Linked DNA regions of Sus scrofa: region 2 is linked to region 1. Evidence: chromatin contacts called from public HiChIP or PLAC-seq data. All regions are on one chromosome and are shown on one strand. Each heading gives the region's core, a stretch centred on a gene start, on an enhancer-like site or on the middle of the called end of the contact. The rest is flanking DNA. Distances are from core to core; before and after follow the strand shown. Region 1 holds the start of TEC (tyrosine-protein kinase Tec). Region 2 holds the start of FRYL (protein furry homolog-like).

Region 1 (6,950 bases), core at 1,737-4,236:
GATGCCTGCATTATTAGCATCATTGTTGTCATCATTCATTCATTCAACAAACATTTACTATCCATTCATCTAGGATGGGCTTGGTCCATGGGTGGGAAGAAAGTTACAAAAGGAAGCCAGAGATGTACAAAAAAGAGTAGGAGAAGCTCCAAATACCAAACACCACTTTATTTACAAACTTCTCACATTGACTCTGTGTCTTCTTATGCACGGTGTGGAATGTATGTGCAAGTTAAAAAGATGTATTTTCTTTTCTCAAGGAACTAAAATTATGTCAACCTGGTATTGCTTACTTAAACATATAACTTTTGGGGGTGTCTGCCCCTGAGGCATATGGAAGTTCCCTGGCCAGAGATCAAATCTGAGCTGCAGCTACAACCTACCCAACAGCTGTGCCAATGCTGGATCCTTATTAACCCACACTGCTGGGCCGGGTTGAACCTGTGCCTCAGTAGCAACCCTAGCTGCTGCAGAGACAATGCCACCTCCTTAACCCGCTGCACCACAGTGGGAACTCCTAAACATACAAATTTTATAGCAGCCATGTGCATATCTGATAAGAAAGGAATCCTTGTCTTTCTTCATCATAAAGTTATCAATGCCCCTTTTATTCTGTACCTCAATTTTATTAAGTCATAAATGCCCCTTTCCTTCTGTATCTCAATTTTATTAAAAAAGGAGAGCAGCAATAATACTGTTTGAATCTTCTCTTTGGAGAAAGAGGGAGAAATCTTTTTAGGTCCACCACCAGATTCCTTCTTGTGAACGGGCTCAACATAAAAGTTTTCATTACATAAGCCTAAACGTTGCATTCTGTTTTCCATGAAAGCTATTGTCCATTTCATATAGGAAATGGTAGAGATGAAACTTTTTTTTAGCCTACCACATCCTGAGTTCAGTTTTACACCTTTCTGTCAATGTAGCTCAAGCTCCCTTACAGTCTCTCTAACAACACTGCTGAAAACCAATGCCAACACTCTCCATCACAGGCTTCGGAGATGATTAAACCAGTACTAACCACCTAATTATACTATTTGATTGGCACTACAGAGACTGCTTTCACCAGGAAACAGTATAGCACTGTGGAAACTACCTCAATTATCACTGATAAAGAGTTATGCTGATCTAGATGTTTCGTTCACACATCAGTCCTCTCTGGTTTTCTTGAGAACTAAGAATGACAAAACAGACTCCTCTCTCTTTCTCTCTTTTATTTTATTTTACTTTTTAGGGCCGCACCTGTGGCTTATGGAAGTTCCCAGGCTAGGGGTCGCATCCGAGGTGCAGCTGCTGGCCTACAGCACAGCCACAGCCACAGGATCCAAGCCACATCTGTGACCTACACTGCAGCTTGTGGCAACACGGGATCCTTAACCCACTAAGTGAGAGGCCAGGGATCAAACTCATATCCACTAGTTGGGTTCTTAACCCACTGAGCCACAACAGGAACTCCCTTACCTTTTCTGGATCAGTCAATTTGATGAAAATTCTAAGTCCTCTCACTTACACATATATATGTGTGTGAGCATTTTGTCTAGGGAGAAAACCAACTTTATTACCATAATTATATGATTACAACTCTTCCCCTCTACACACACACACAATTTTTTGCACCTTTGGAAAAAAGTTCCTAACCTCTGTTCCCTCAAAGAACACCTGCCCTGAGGGAAATTATATCAACTAGTCAACAGAAGGCAGAAGAGACTGGGGCAGGGAGGAAAGAAGATCACAAAAGGGACATTTTACAGGATTTATTCTGATAGGTCATCATACTTGAGGCCCTCACCTCAGTGGAAGAGGATTTTGGAATCAAAAAGCCTTGGTTCAAACCTGTGCCCTCTTCCCACCCCTCCCCTACCCCCTAATCCTTTCTCTAATGCATTGTATGACTTTAGGCAAATCATTATTCATTAGATTTTTTTTTCCCCCTCTGGAAAATGGAATCTTATCAGACCTCTTCTAAGGGTTACTGAATGATCAAACGAGAGATAACATAGGAAGACATGATTCTAGGTCTCCAGTAAGCACAAGGCACAATGATGCTTAATGTATGTGCCTTTCCCTTTGCTTCATCTTCAGGCTTTCGGCTTGCCCTACCATTTAGCTCTCAGCTACAGTGTCACCTCCTCTGAGCCATCTCTCCTTCCTCATCACTCTCAATTCTATCACCCTGCTTTAAATTAGTCAGGATGCTTCTCAGGTGTGCAATGGCTTCACTTTTACCTGCTTATTGATGACTGATTGACTACCCCCCCACCACTAGTCTAAAAGCTCGTCCAAGGCAGGAGTTCCCATTGCAACTCAGTGGGTTAAGAATCTGACTAGTATCCATGAGGATGTGGGTTCCATGCCTAGCCTCACTCGGTGGGTTAAAGATCCAGCATTGCCACCAGCTGGGATGTAGGTCACAGATGCGGTTTAGATCTGGTGTTGCTGTGGCTTAGGCTGGCAGCTACAGCTCCTATTTGAGCCCTAGCCTGGGAACTCCCATATGCCACAGGGCCGAGACCTCGTCTTGTATTATTGCGGGCTTCTAACAGCTCATGGGACAGATGGACACTCAAATTTTGGTGAGTCAGGAGAGCAGTGGTTCAGAGCCTGGAATCAGGAGGAGGGCTTCTGGGATGTGAATCCCAGCTTTTCAATTTACTGGTTAGCTGACATTAGGCAGGTTAACTCTCTGTGCCTCATTTTCAGCCTATGTATAATGGGCGATTCTGATAAAACATAAATTTATTAGACATGTTAATGCGGGTAATACATTTAGAAGAGTGCCTGGCACAAAGTTAAGTCTTATATAAGGGCAGTTGTTATCCTTCAGTGAGTGAATAAAGTGTAACTACAATAGTGAGGCCACGTGACCCTGTAAGTGTTTCAGATACGCTCTGCTGCTTCAGGTTTGACAGTAAAAAGACTTATTCTTTTAGTAAAACTTGTTGCTTCGCTCCACCGCACCGCATCACCCACCTGGCTTGCCACGAGTTAGCTGAAGGGGAGGTGCGGTACCTAATTCCGACAGAGCCCCGGGTCACCCACAGGTGGCACTGCGCGGGGTTCTCCCGGCCTGGGGGTGTCCTCATCCTCGCACCGCGGTTCTGGGGTTGGGGGAGGAGGCCCAGCGCGCCGTCCGAAACACCAGGGAAGTTTCTTCGACTCTCCCCATACTCCAGTTGGGTCGCGGGAGCCCTGGCGCGTATCCGACCCACTCTGGCCATTTGTTTCAGACCCGCAGTAGGGCGGTGGGAACAGGTCGCCGCCGGTCTCGGTGAGCGGGGGCGGGGCGGTAGAGAGGCGGGGCGGGGAGCGCAGGGGCGGGGCCGGAGGGCAGGGGCGTGGCTGGATATCAGGGGCGGGGTCGGAGAGCAGGGGCGGGGGGGACTCGGGACTCCGTGGCGCTGGCAGACCTCACGTCTCCCGGGCTCGGCGCAGCCGGCGCACTCCAGCCAGGTAAGGGCGCCGAGGACCGACGAGGGCGGCCCGGGGACTGGGCGACTCTGGGCGGGGAAGGGTGGGGACGGAGATGCACGCGCCAAGAGGAGTCTTCTACAAACCCAGAGACGTGGAACTAAAAACGATTTTCTCTCTTCTGTGCCGCTGTGAGTGGGGACGTGCCGCGGCAGGTGAGGACCCCTGCTCCTGCGGTCCAGGAAGGGACAGGTGCACGTCCCAGCGTAGCCGCGCCTTCCGGCGGCCGCCGCCTCTCCGCCTCTCGGGCTCGGGCACTGGCCTCTACCGAGGAACACCCGCCCCTTTCCCCTTGGGTCTCTGGACCAAGGCCGCCCCTCGGCAAATTCGGCATTGGGTTCGCTTCTCAGCTGCGCCGCGGGGTTGATTCCTTCTCTCAGCTTGATTGAATCCGCCGAGGCTTGGCAGAATCCACCGAGACTTTCCAGAGTTGCACGTATCCTAAGTGCCTCACATTACTAGCCTTACGTTTTTCATCTGGGAAATTGTGTTTGAACCTTGAAAAAAGGGGTCTGGTGAATAAATATATTGGAAAAGCTAGGGCCTTGACTCGGTGTGTGTGGGGGGGGCGGCGGCAGCGTGAGCTTTCCCTCGGATCCTAAATTTCCTTTTGGTTTGATTTTTTTGTTTGTTTCGTTTTCATGGAAGAATAACACGTTGCTGTGTATCAGGTTCAGAAACAGCCTCATCTATTGCCATTCTTTGGAGACTGGAATATTTGATTAGAAGCTTGGGTCTCAATGTTAAGTCGGAACAACAGGATGACTGGTGGCTAAGTGGGTTTGAAGCTGGTCCAAAATAGTTAAGTGTTTTCAGCATATACCCTGTGTTTTTCCAGAGAGTGCCCATTTTTCCTGTTAGGAAATTCTGAGAATTTATTCTCTTCTAGATGATTCTCCCCTAAAGAGCTGGATAGGAAAAAACAGCCCCAACCAAACAGTAGGTTTCCCAGATAAGTTTAGGATTTAGCAGGTTAGTGTGTGACGCTAGTAGCTCAGCTGGCGAGAGTCACATGTAGTTTGGAGTGTCATGATTTCTGTGGAGAAAAGAAGTGTGTGTAATTTTCTCATTACGTATTTGAGAATAGTTTTTAGTTTAAGGTACATTTTCATTGTTTAGGCAAGACCTATACTTTCCCAATACTCCAATTAATCTGATCAATGTATTGCTTCTCTCGCCAGCTTTAGATGATTACTGCATTGTGTTTATGTTAATGATCTTGATTCTTCCCATGGGGTGTGTACTTTTTGGTTTGTGGGACCGTATAGAGCCCTATAGGGTAAGTGTTGCAAACACATGCAAATCTGTGCAGTGCTCTAGTTGGCAAGACGTTTGCCCCACATTGGTCCTTGAACTAGAATTTTCACATCTTTCCAAATAGGAAAGAATAATGTTACTATATGCTCTAGCACTGTCCACCTGTTATCAAGATAGCTTATCAAACTATCAACCTGTTTACAGTTGTATCGGAGAATAGTGACCTTTGCTCTCTAAGTTGACCCTTTAATAAGGTGGCTGGTGGGGTTGTGGGCAGTGTCTGGCCACTCGTTGCATGGGGAAGAATCCTGGTCTCCCCACCTTCCTTTGTGTATGCAGAGCGCTGAGGGCCTGGGCCTTGGGCCTCCAAGCACACCTCTTGCCTACAGGTTCTTCCAGGTTGACCCGGTTGGTGCCTCCCTTCCCCACCCCAGCTCTTCCAGCTCCTTGACTTCCACCCTACTCCACCCCTCCCTGGGTTCCCACCCCTGGGGAGAATCATCTCATTGTGCAGGGCAGGACACTTGCTCCCCAGAGTTGACAGGGCTGTTGCCCTTCAGCCTGGTGCATGGATGCTCAGTAAATGTCTGTTGGTGACAGTGTCACTTGTTTCGGAGCCCTTCCTGTGCACGCCTTTTATCCAGTCTACACAGGCAACGTGGAGTAATTGAGGTTGAACCCAGATCAACCACTTTGGGGGCTAGTTGCCTTGGTTGGATTAGGGTCATAAATTGGGCATCGGAGTCTGTTAGAAAGGAGTGAAATTAGTCCATGGTCATTTGCAGTTCTTAAAATTTCCCTGTCCTGTGTAACTGTGCTGTGAGAATAGCTTTGAAAAGAACTTCAGAGGAGAGAGGCTGAGAAGTTGCCTCCGCCTTCAAACCTGCCTCCATCTGGGCTTGCCTTTGTGTCTGGGCCCTAGCTCAACCAGTTCTTCCTTGGATTGGATTATAACTATTAACTTTCCCACTGCATTTGACCGCTTAGAGCTCAGATGACTACCACTACAGTGAACTAGATGTAGAAAATGATGTTCTCTTTTGTTGGGGGAAACAAAGATGGAATTTTCCCAAGTTGTTATTAGGGAAACAAAGCAAAAGCACGTAAAAATGGGCATAGAAGCAAATAGATTTTTCGTTTAGTTCTGTTTGTTTTTTAGACTTTTCATCCAAATTACAGTTCTCTGTCTCCAGAAACAAACACTTGTGATTCTTTGAGTGGGTTATTTTGGCATTCATTGCTCCTAGTGGATACTTGTAGTTGCATTTTTCAGTTTGAAGCATTATCTGTCGACTCCCCGCTGTGGAAGATGATGACTTGGCTCTCTTTTTCCTTCTAACCCCCAACCTAACCACAGCTTCCCTATTTTCCCATCCTTGGTTAAACAGTAATTTTGGTTAGACCAATATTCGTAGCTAAGTCAAGCACAACTTTTTCTTTTCCTTGGAGTCAGTAATTGCTTTGTGCATTGGCTTAGTTTTTTTTATGTACTCACCATTAATTCAACCCCAAACTTTGGGCTAGTTTTCTAAGTCAGATGCATCAGGTATTCTGTTAATTTCATATTCCCTGAAGAAGCTGTCCCTGAGCCTCCTGGCTTGCTCTAGTCTGGACTGGTTGCCCTCAACATATGGGGCACAGATGTCACCCTGAGGACCTCTCTTTGTCATCCTGGGGATCCCTATTATTTTTCTCCTGTATTAGATCTTCTCTTACCCATAGCGTATGTCTTTGCTTTGTAGATTTCCTCATTTTGGTATAGCCCATCCTTAAGGAGCTTCCTGGTAAATGTCTATTTTTATCTTTCTTTATTTTATCTGTTTGTATTTTGTCTATTCATTTTATAGTAAGTACACAAAAATATCTGTCTGCCACTGACAATTGATATTTTGTTTTGTTTTGTTTTTTTCCCTTTTAGGGCTGTACCCGCGGCATGTGGAAGTTCCCAGGTTGGGCAGCTGCTGGCCTACACAACAGCCACAGCAACACCAGATCTGAGCTGGTCTGCCATCTACACCACAGCTCATGGCAATGTCAGATCCTTAACCCACTGAGTGAGGCCAGGAATTGAACCCACATCCTCATGGAAGCTAGTCAGGTTTGTTACCGCTGAGCGGTGATGGGAATTCCCAGGTCTCTGCCTTTTAATTAGAGGCTTTCTTTGTGTTTCATACTCTTGATTGTGTGCTCACATGTGAGGGGGGGGATTAAAAAGCTGAAGATGGAGT
Region 2 (6,950 bases), core at 1,409-3,908, 560 kb before region 1:
TTATGGCCGCAGCTGTAGCATATGGAAGTTCCCAGCCTAGGAGTTGAAACAGAGCTGCAGCTGCCAGCCTACACCACAGCCACAGCAACTTGGGATCCGAGCCGCGTCTGCGACCTACACTACAGCTCATGGCAACACCAGATCTTTAACCCACTGAGCGAGGCCAGGGATGGAACCCAAATCTTTCTGGATACTAATCAGATTCGTTTCAGCTAAGCTACAATGGGAACTGCCTCAGCTGTTTTTATATAATCCATGTATACTAAATAAATGTTATTACTATTACCAACAAAAATACTTCATCATCTTTCTTAATCAAACTCTTGTAGCAATAACCACACTACTGTAAAAACTCTGCCCTTTTTTTCCTATATGAAGTCATTATAATTTCAGGTACTAAAGGTCAGATTTTGCTGATTAGAAATTTTAATTTACGGATTTCCCGTTGCGGCACAGAGGAAACAAATCTGACTAGGAACCATGAGGTTGTGGGTTTGATCCCTAGCCTCGCTCAGTGGGTTAAGGATCCGGAGTTGCCTGAGCTGTGGTATGGGTTGCAGATGTAGCTCCAATTAGACCCTTAGCCTGGGAACCTCCACATGCCTTGGGTGTGGCCCTAAAAAGAAAAAAGGAAAAAAAAAAAAAAAAAGAAAAAGAAAATTTAACTTACATCTGAACCAGAAGCTTTCATCATTGCATTCTGCAAAGACTCTTCTTTCTTCCTCAGTTGGAATGTAATCAGCCCCTATGTCTTTTTACCAAAGAAAATCAGCAAACATTAAAATACCCAGGGAAAAATTGAATCTAAAAAATTACATTAGTATCTAAATATTCATTATGTTCATAATTTTATGTTCATAAATGAAATAATGAACAAGTGGCTTATAAACTTTTAACAAACTTTGACTTGGAACATAAAATCTGTGGTATTCCCTGGCTATAGTCAGGACTGGTTACAAAATGGGCTGGGTCCAGTGCAAATTAAAATTTGGGACCCTTTGTTCAAACTATTAAGAATCTATTTATTTTCAAATCATTCAGGATGTAAAGATGGCAAGAGTAGAGCATTAAACCAAGGGCGGGTGGGTGTGACCGCACAGGTCACACCCATGAAGCCAGACCAGTGGCTACAGCTATTCAAGGCAGTGAAAATGTCACTAGATAGAAAGCGCTTCTAATTATAAATACTTAAATGATAGTTACGGGGAATTGGTCTTGGAACTTCTGCATTCGGCTCTCGAAACTCAGCCCTCCCACTCATCTTTCCTGCATCAAAAACATTTACGTTAAGTATTAGAAACAACTGAGATTGGCCAAAGTTAATCAACACAAAGCACAGAAAAATTACTAGTCCACGTGGCAACAAATCAATGAATATTTACTAAACATTACCTCTGAAGTACTTGACTTAGCAAGTACCTAAATAAAAAGTCAGACTATTAAGTACTTTATTTATTCATTAACTATTTTAGAACTGACTATTCATTAGGTGCTTTAAAAAGAATAGATGCTTTTAAGTTGTAATGTCTTTTTACTCAACGATTTTTATTTTCTTTTCCATATAGCTGGTTTACAGAGTTCCATTTTCTACTGTACAGCAAGGTAACCCAGTCACACGTGCACATATACATTCCTTTTTCTCACATTATCATGCAGAATAGATGCTTTTTAGTGTTTACCAATTGATTACATCAAGTTAAGAAACAAAAATTTATCAATGTTTTAAAAAAACATATTTTCCCTCCAGAGGCTGGTTTATTTCACATGATCCTATGTTTGGATCCTCTCAGAAATATATGCCCAATGATTAGGATAATTCTCCAAAACAGAGGAAAAACCCCAAGTCATTTCTGGGCTTTCATTTTTAAAAATAAAATAATCATCAGGAAACATACAACTTCTTCCACAGAGCAGTACTCCAAAAAAAAAAAAAAAAAAAAACCTCGAAATAAGAACGACGTCACATTTTTCTCCCTGTGGTATGAAGCTAACAGCATATTCTGCATCCTGTAAACTTTCCTCCCTAGGTTTTCGATTAAAAAAAAAAATTCATAGTATTTCAAGAACACTATTTTTTTAACCGATGCCTTCGGACTTAAGCGACCAAGAGATTAAAGAGTTACGTGCGTTACAGAATGTTCAGGTAGGATCATGATTACTCCCATCTTAAAAACAATTTAAATGAAAACGGAAACGTCAGACGACCATAGCTACTGGGCCCTTCCACTTACGCAGTAAATCAAAACAGGGGGCCTACTACATGCCAATCCCTTGGCCAAGGATAAAAGAACTAAATAAAGCATGTTTTGTTTTGTTAACAAAAAAACAAAAAAACGGAAAGGGCAAATGAACTCAGGGATTGATGGAGGTTGCTTAATGAACTACTTATATTTTAAAACAACAGTAAAAGAAAAAAATGAAAACCGCTTCTTTCTCGTTAACAGGATCCTACCTACAAAGAGACTGCCAGGGCTGAAAAGGGCCCTTTAGACGCCTTCATTTTAATCCCTTTACCCCGAAGAAAAAACCTGAATTACGACCATTGACTCCGCATTCCATCCCCCACCCACTGCGTCTCCCACCCGCAACACCTACACACATCCGTCACCATGAATTTCTCCCATCCACACCCCCCGAGACACGCTCCCTCACCAGCCCTGGTCACCCGCCTGGTCACCCGCCTGGTCACCCGCACGCAGGGGCCCTAGACCAAAAGCGCGATCGGACCACCCTCGCAGACGGGAAAATGGCGGAAGGTGCAGGGGAACGGCTGGCCGCGCGGAGATGGTAAGTGGGTAGGTAGGAGGGCTGAACGGGGCTTTCTGCGTCACCTCACCCACCTCCCGACGACAGCAGCGGGTGACAGCGCGGCGAGCCCGAGCGACCAGGGGCAGAAGGCCTGGAGGGAACCCGAGCAGGGTCGGGGGTGGGGGGAGGGAGGGAGATGCGCGAGACAGCAGCAAAGTTGGGGGTGGGGAGCGGTCACCGCAGCAACCGTCCAGAAATCAACCAGATACGGGCACAAAATGACTACAACCCGGAAGCATTCGGGGCTTACGGAAGGAAATGACGTCAAGACCTTCCCTCCGAGTGTCAAGGCACGCAGCCTCGGAATAGACAGGTGCGCCTGCGTCGGTCAGCGCCGTCCTCCTCGGCTCGCCCCTCCTCCCTTTCCGGGTCCAGGCGGAGGCGCTCACGAGCTGCACTGCGGCTGCGCCAGCCGCCTCTGCGGACCCGAGCTCCGCCCACCGGCTCTCCTCAGGGCGCGGGAAGCTTGGCCTGAGGCTGTTGTGATGGGTAGTTGTGATCTTCCAGGGACCGGCTGGCAGGAACGTTTTGGAGCCCCGCATTTAGGCCGTTGTTCAATTACAAATTTTTCTTGGCTCTTTCTCTGTTTACGGTTTACATAATTCATTTCATTCTTTGAGCCTCTAGGCTAAGCAGTAGCAGGTAATTACTAAGCATGCGCACTTGGCTGGCTCTCAGACTTTTTGAGCTTTAACTTCCAATTCTAGTACCTCAGGCATAGTACAACCTTGCTGTTTCTGAGCCTCGGGTTTTTCTTTTCTGCAAAGTGAAAATAAGATTTACCTCATACGGTTGTGAGGAGTAAAGCAACACACCTTAAACGAGGCTTACATTCTCTATTAATGGAAGAGTTTGGGGGCTCATGTCTTCTGTTCGTCAGATGTCATGCTGCTGTCCTCAGCCACCATTCAGTTATTATTCGTTCTACAGATAATGCGTGCGTGATAGGAGCCAGTTACTGAAAAGTTATTGGTGATTCCACGGTGAACAATCAACCCCTACCCCTTTGATTAACTCTTGCAAACCTCTCAGATTTCTTAGCTCTTACTGAGCCCGCTGTCACTATCCTTCTATCTTTTCCACTGCCTCAAATTTATTCTCCCACAAATATTTTTTAGAGAGAGACAGGGTATAGCGATCCATCTAAAACACAAATCAACTCCCGTGATTCCTTCCTTAGAGCATTTCGATCATGCACAAACTGTGAGTGTCTTTTCATGGCTTGGCATCTGTCCCCTTGAGCCTCACTTTCTTGTTTTATTTATTTATTTTGGCCACTTCTGTGGTATGTGGAAGTTCCCGGGCCAGGGATTGAACTGGAGCTACAACAGTGATGGTAGCACAGCAGTGTCGCATTGTCATGCCAGGTCATAACCCACTGAGCTACCAGGGAACTCTTTTCTTCTGTTTTGTGTTCACTGTAAGAAACAGCCTGCAGCCCTTTGTACTCAGTTCCCTGTATGTTGTTTTTCCTAGCACAACCCTTCTGCCTGTGTTGTCAATGCTATTGATATTTCCAAATCTTGCTTTTATATTTCCTCCCATGTGAACCCTTCTCTGAAATACACCTCAGAAAATTAATTATGCCTCCTTTTTAGTACCTCTTTCTTTTGTGAGAACTTCTGTCACTACAAATGTTCTGCCACTATATTGTGATCTTTTTGCTTAGAGCTTCTTTGGGACAGAGTCTTTGGCTCATAAACCTTTATACTCCCAAATATATCCCTAAGGTCATTAACAGTAATTAACATTCATTTTGCTCTTGGAACATGATAAGCTGGTTCTGGGCTCAGGGCCTTTGTAATTGCTGCTCCTTCTTCTAGAACACTGTTCCTCCAGATGGTCACATGACTTCTTCTCTGTGGTTGCAGCTGGTGTCACCACATCAAAAGGGCCTTCCTCAGTTACCCAATTAAAATAGTTCCCCAGTCACTCACCATGTTTTCATAGCACTTATCAATCATGATCTAAAGTAATTATTTCTCCCTCTTTCTCTTTTTCCAGTTACTAAAATGAAAGATCCATGATAGTAGGAGCCTGTTTTGCATCAAAGCGATTGGCACATAGAATGAAATCAATACTTTTTTTTTAGGGCCACACCCAAGGCATATGGAAGTTCCTGGGCTGAGGATGGAATTGGAGCTGTAACTGCCAGTCTATACCACAGCCACAGCAATGCAGGATTCCAGCCTTGTCTGTGACCTACACTGCAGCTCAAGGCAACACCAGATCACCAACCCACTGAGCGAGGCCAGGGATAGAACCCGTATCCTCATGGCTACTAGTCGGATTTGTTTCTGCTGAGCCACAAGAACTCCTGAAATCAATGCTTCTTAAATGAATTTGTTGAGTACATTTTTATAAGAGAAGAAATAAAAATGGGAAAATTAGAAGACATACTGCATGAGCTTTACGTTAAAGTAAAATTTGCTCTTATCTTTGCTCTCTGACTAAATTGAAAGAGTACAGAATCCAGTTTTTCATATTCTTTGTATTTACTGAGCCAGGCTTAACATGTGGCACATGGTAGATATTGATGAATACACATTCTGTTGCCCACATGTTTTTAAGCAATCAAATTAATTGAAAAATTGGTTCTTTGGCAAAAGTGTATGGTGCTATTTCTGTGGGGGAAAAAAAAAACAAGATTCTAAACACTCAAGATAAACTGTCTCTTTCTCTTCTGACATTTAGAGGTTATTGAGTTCATTGGTAATTTTGGCAGTGCAACAACCAAATAAACAAATTGGATCAAATCCAAAGCCTTTCTGGAAATTGATTTACCTTTGACTTTTTTTTTTTTATTGAAGTATAGTTGAGTTGTAATATTGTGTTAGTTTCAGGTGTATGGAAGTGATCGTTTTATTTTTTTTTCCAGATTATTTTCATTATAGTGCTGACTGAAAAAAATGCACAAAGTAAAAATTGAGAATTAATGTTTCATTTGGTGGACTTTCTGTGGACTTCAGGCCTAGGAGGCACTCTCTCAGCTTTGAGGGACTGCTCAGAAGAGGCAAGGTAGGATCCAAGATACTTGGGAGTTTTTGCCACAAAAACAAGGTCATCAGGGGAGTTCCCATTGTGGCTCAGCGGTAATGAGTGTGATTAGGATACATGAGGATATGGGTTTGATCCCTGGCCCTGGGCAGTGGGTTAAGGATCTGGGGTTGCCGTGAGCTGTGGTGTAGGTCCCAGTCACGGCTCAGATCTGGCGTTGCTGTGGCTGTGGTGTAGTCTGGCAGCTGTAACTCCCATTCGACCCCCCTAGTCTGGCAACTTCCATATGCCACGTGTGCAGCCCTAAAAAGCAAAAACAAAAAGCAAACAAACAAAATACCAAGTAGTCAGAATTTCAAGAGATTACTGTTAAGCTGTAAACCAGTGTAATGGAAAAAATAAAAATCATTAAAAAAAAATTACTGTTAAGGAGTTCCATGGCGGCTCAGCAGGTTAAGGATCTGACATTGCCATTGCTGTGGCTCTGGTTACTGCTGTGCACTGGTCACTGCTGTGGCATGGATTCGATCCCCAGCCCAGAAACTTCTGCATGCTGTGGGTGTGGGGGTGGTGTGGGGAGGATTACTGGGGTTTTGGGGATTTTTTTTTTTTTTTTTTTTGGTCTTTTTTGCCATTTATTGGGCTGCTCCCGCGGCATATGGAGTTCCCAGGCTAGGGGTCTAATCAGAGCTGTAGCCACTGGCCTGCGCCAGAGCCACAGCAACACCAGATCCAAGCCGCGTCTGCAACCTACACCACAGCTCACGGCAACGCCGGATCGTTAACCCACTGAACAAGGGCAGGGATCAAACCCGCAACCTCATGGTTCCTAGTCGGATTTGTTAACCACTGCGTCACGACAGGAACTCCGAGGATTTTTTTTTTGAGCCTCGCCTGTGGCATGTGGAAGTTCCCGGGACAGGGATCAAAGCCATGCCACAGCAGTGACATGTGCTGTCGCAGTGACAGTGCCAGATTAACCTGCTAAGTCACAAGGGAACTCCACATTATGTTAACTAAAGAAAACCAGACATCTCAAGTTAATGTATTTAGTGCTTTTCTATGTATTAAAAGGTGCAAGAGTCTGGGCTCATTGAAATTATTTCTTTGATATACACCTTAGCTGTCTAGGGACAGTATCCTAT

Evidence for each region. HiChIP or PLAC-seq counts read pairs in DNA pulled down with a chosen protein or histone mark.
Region 2: an H3K27ac HiChIP or PLAC-seq map of alveolar macrophages shows a contact between it and region 1. The contact joins the promoter of FRYL here to the promoter of TEC in region 1. A contact is called at or near these places in 1 of 5 promoter capture datasets (fetal liver) and 1 of 2 datasets of contacts at active chromatin or transcription factors (alveolar macrophages).

What each region holds. Positions count from the first base shown.
Region 1 is chr8:38,178,295-38,185,244 of Sscrofa11.1, reverse strand. TEC (tyrosine-protein kinase Tec) reads left to right here and starts at 2,986. Exons shown (of 18, transcript XM_013978657.2): 1 at 2,986-3,265.
Region 2 is chr8:38,741,546-38,748,495 of Sscrofa11.1, reverse strand. FRYL (protein furry homolog-like) reads left to right here and starts at 2,658. Exons shown (of 66, transcript XM_021101186.1): 1 at 2,658-2,787. It overlaps OCIAD1 (OCIA domain-containing protein 1), which reads right to left and starts at 3,081. Exons shown (of 8, transcript XM_021101191.1): 1 at 3,059-3,081; 2 at 1,204-1,266; 3 at 671-751. The coding sequence starts at 1,261.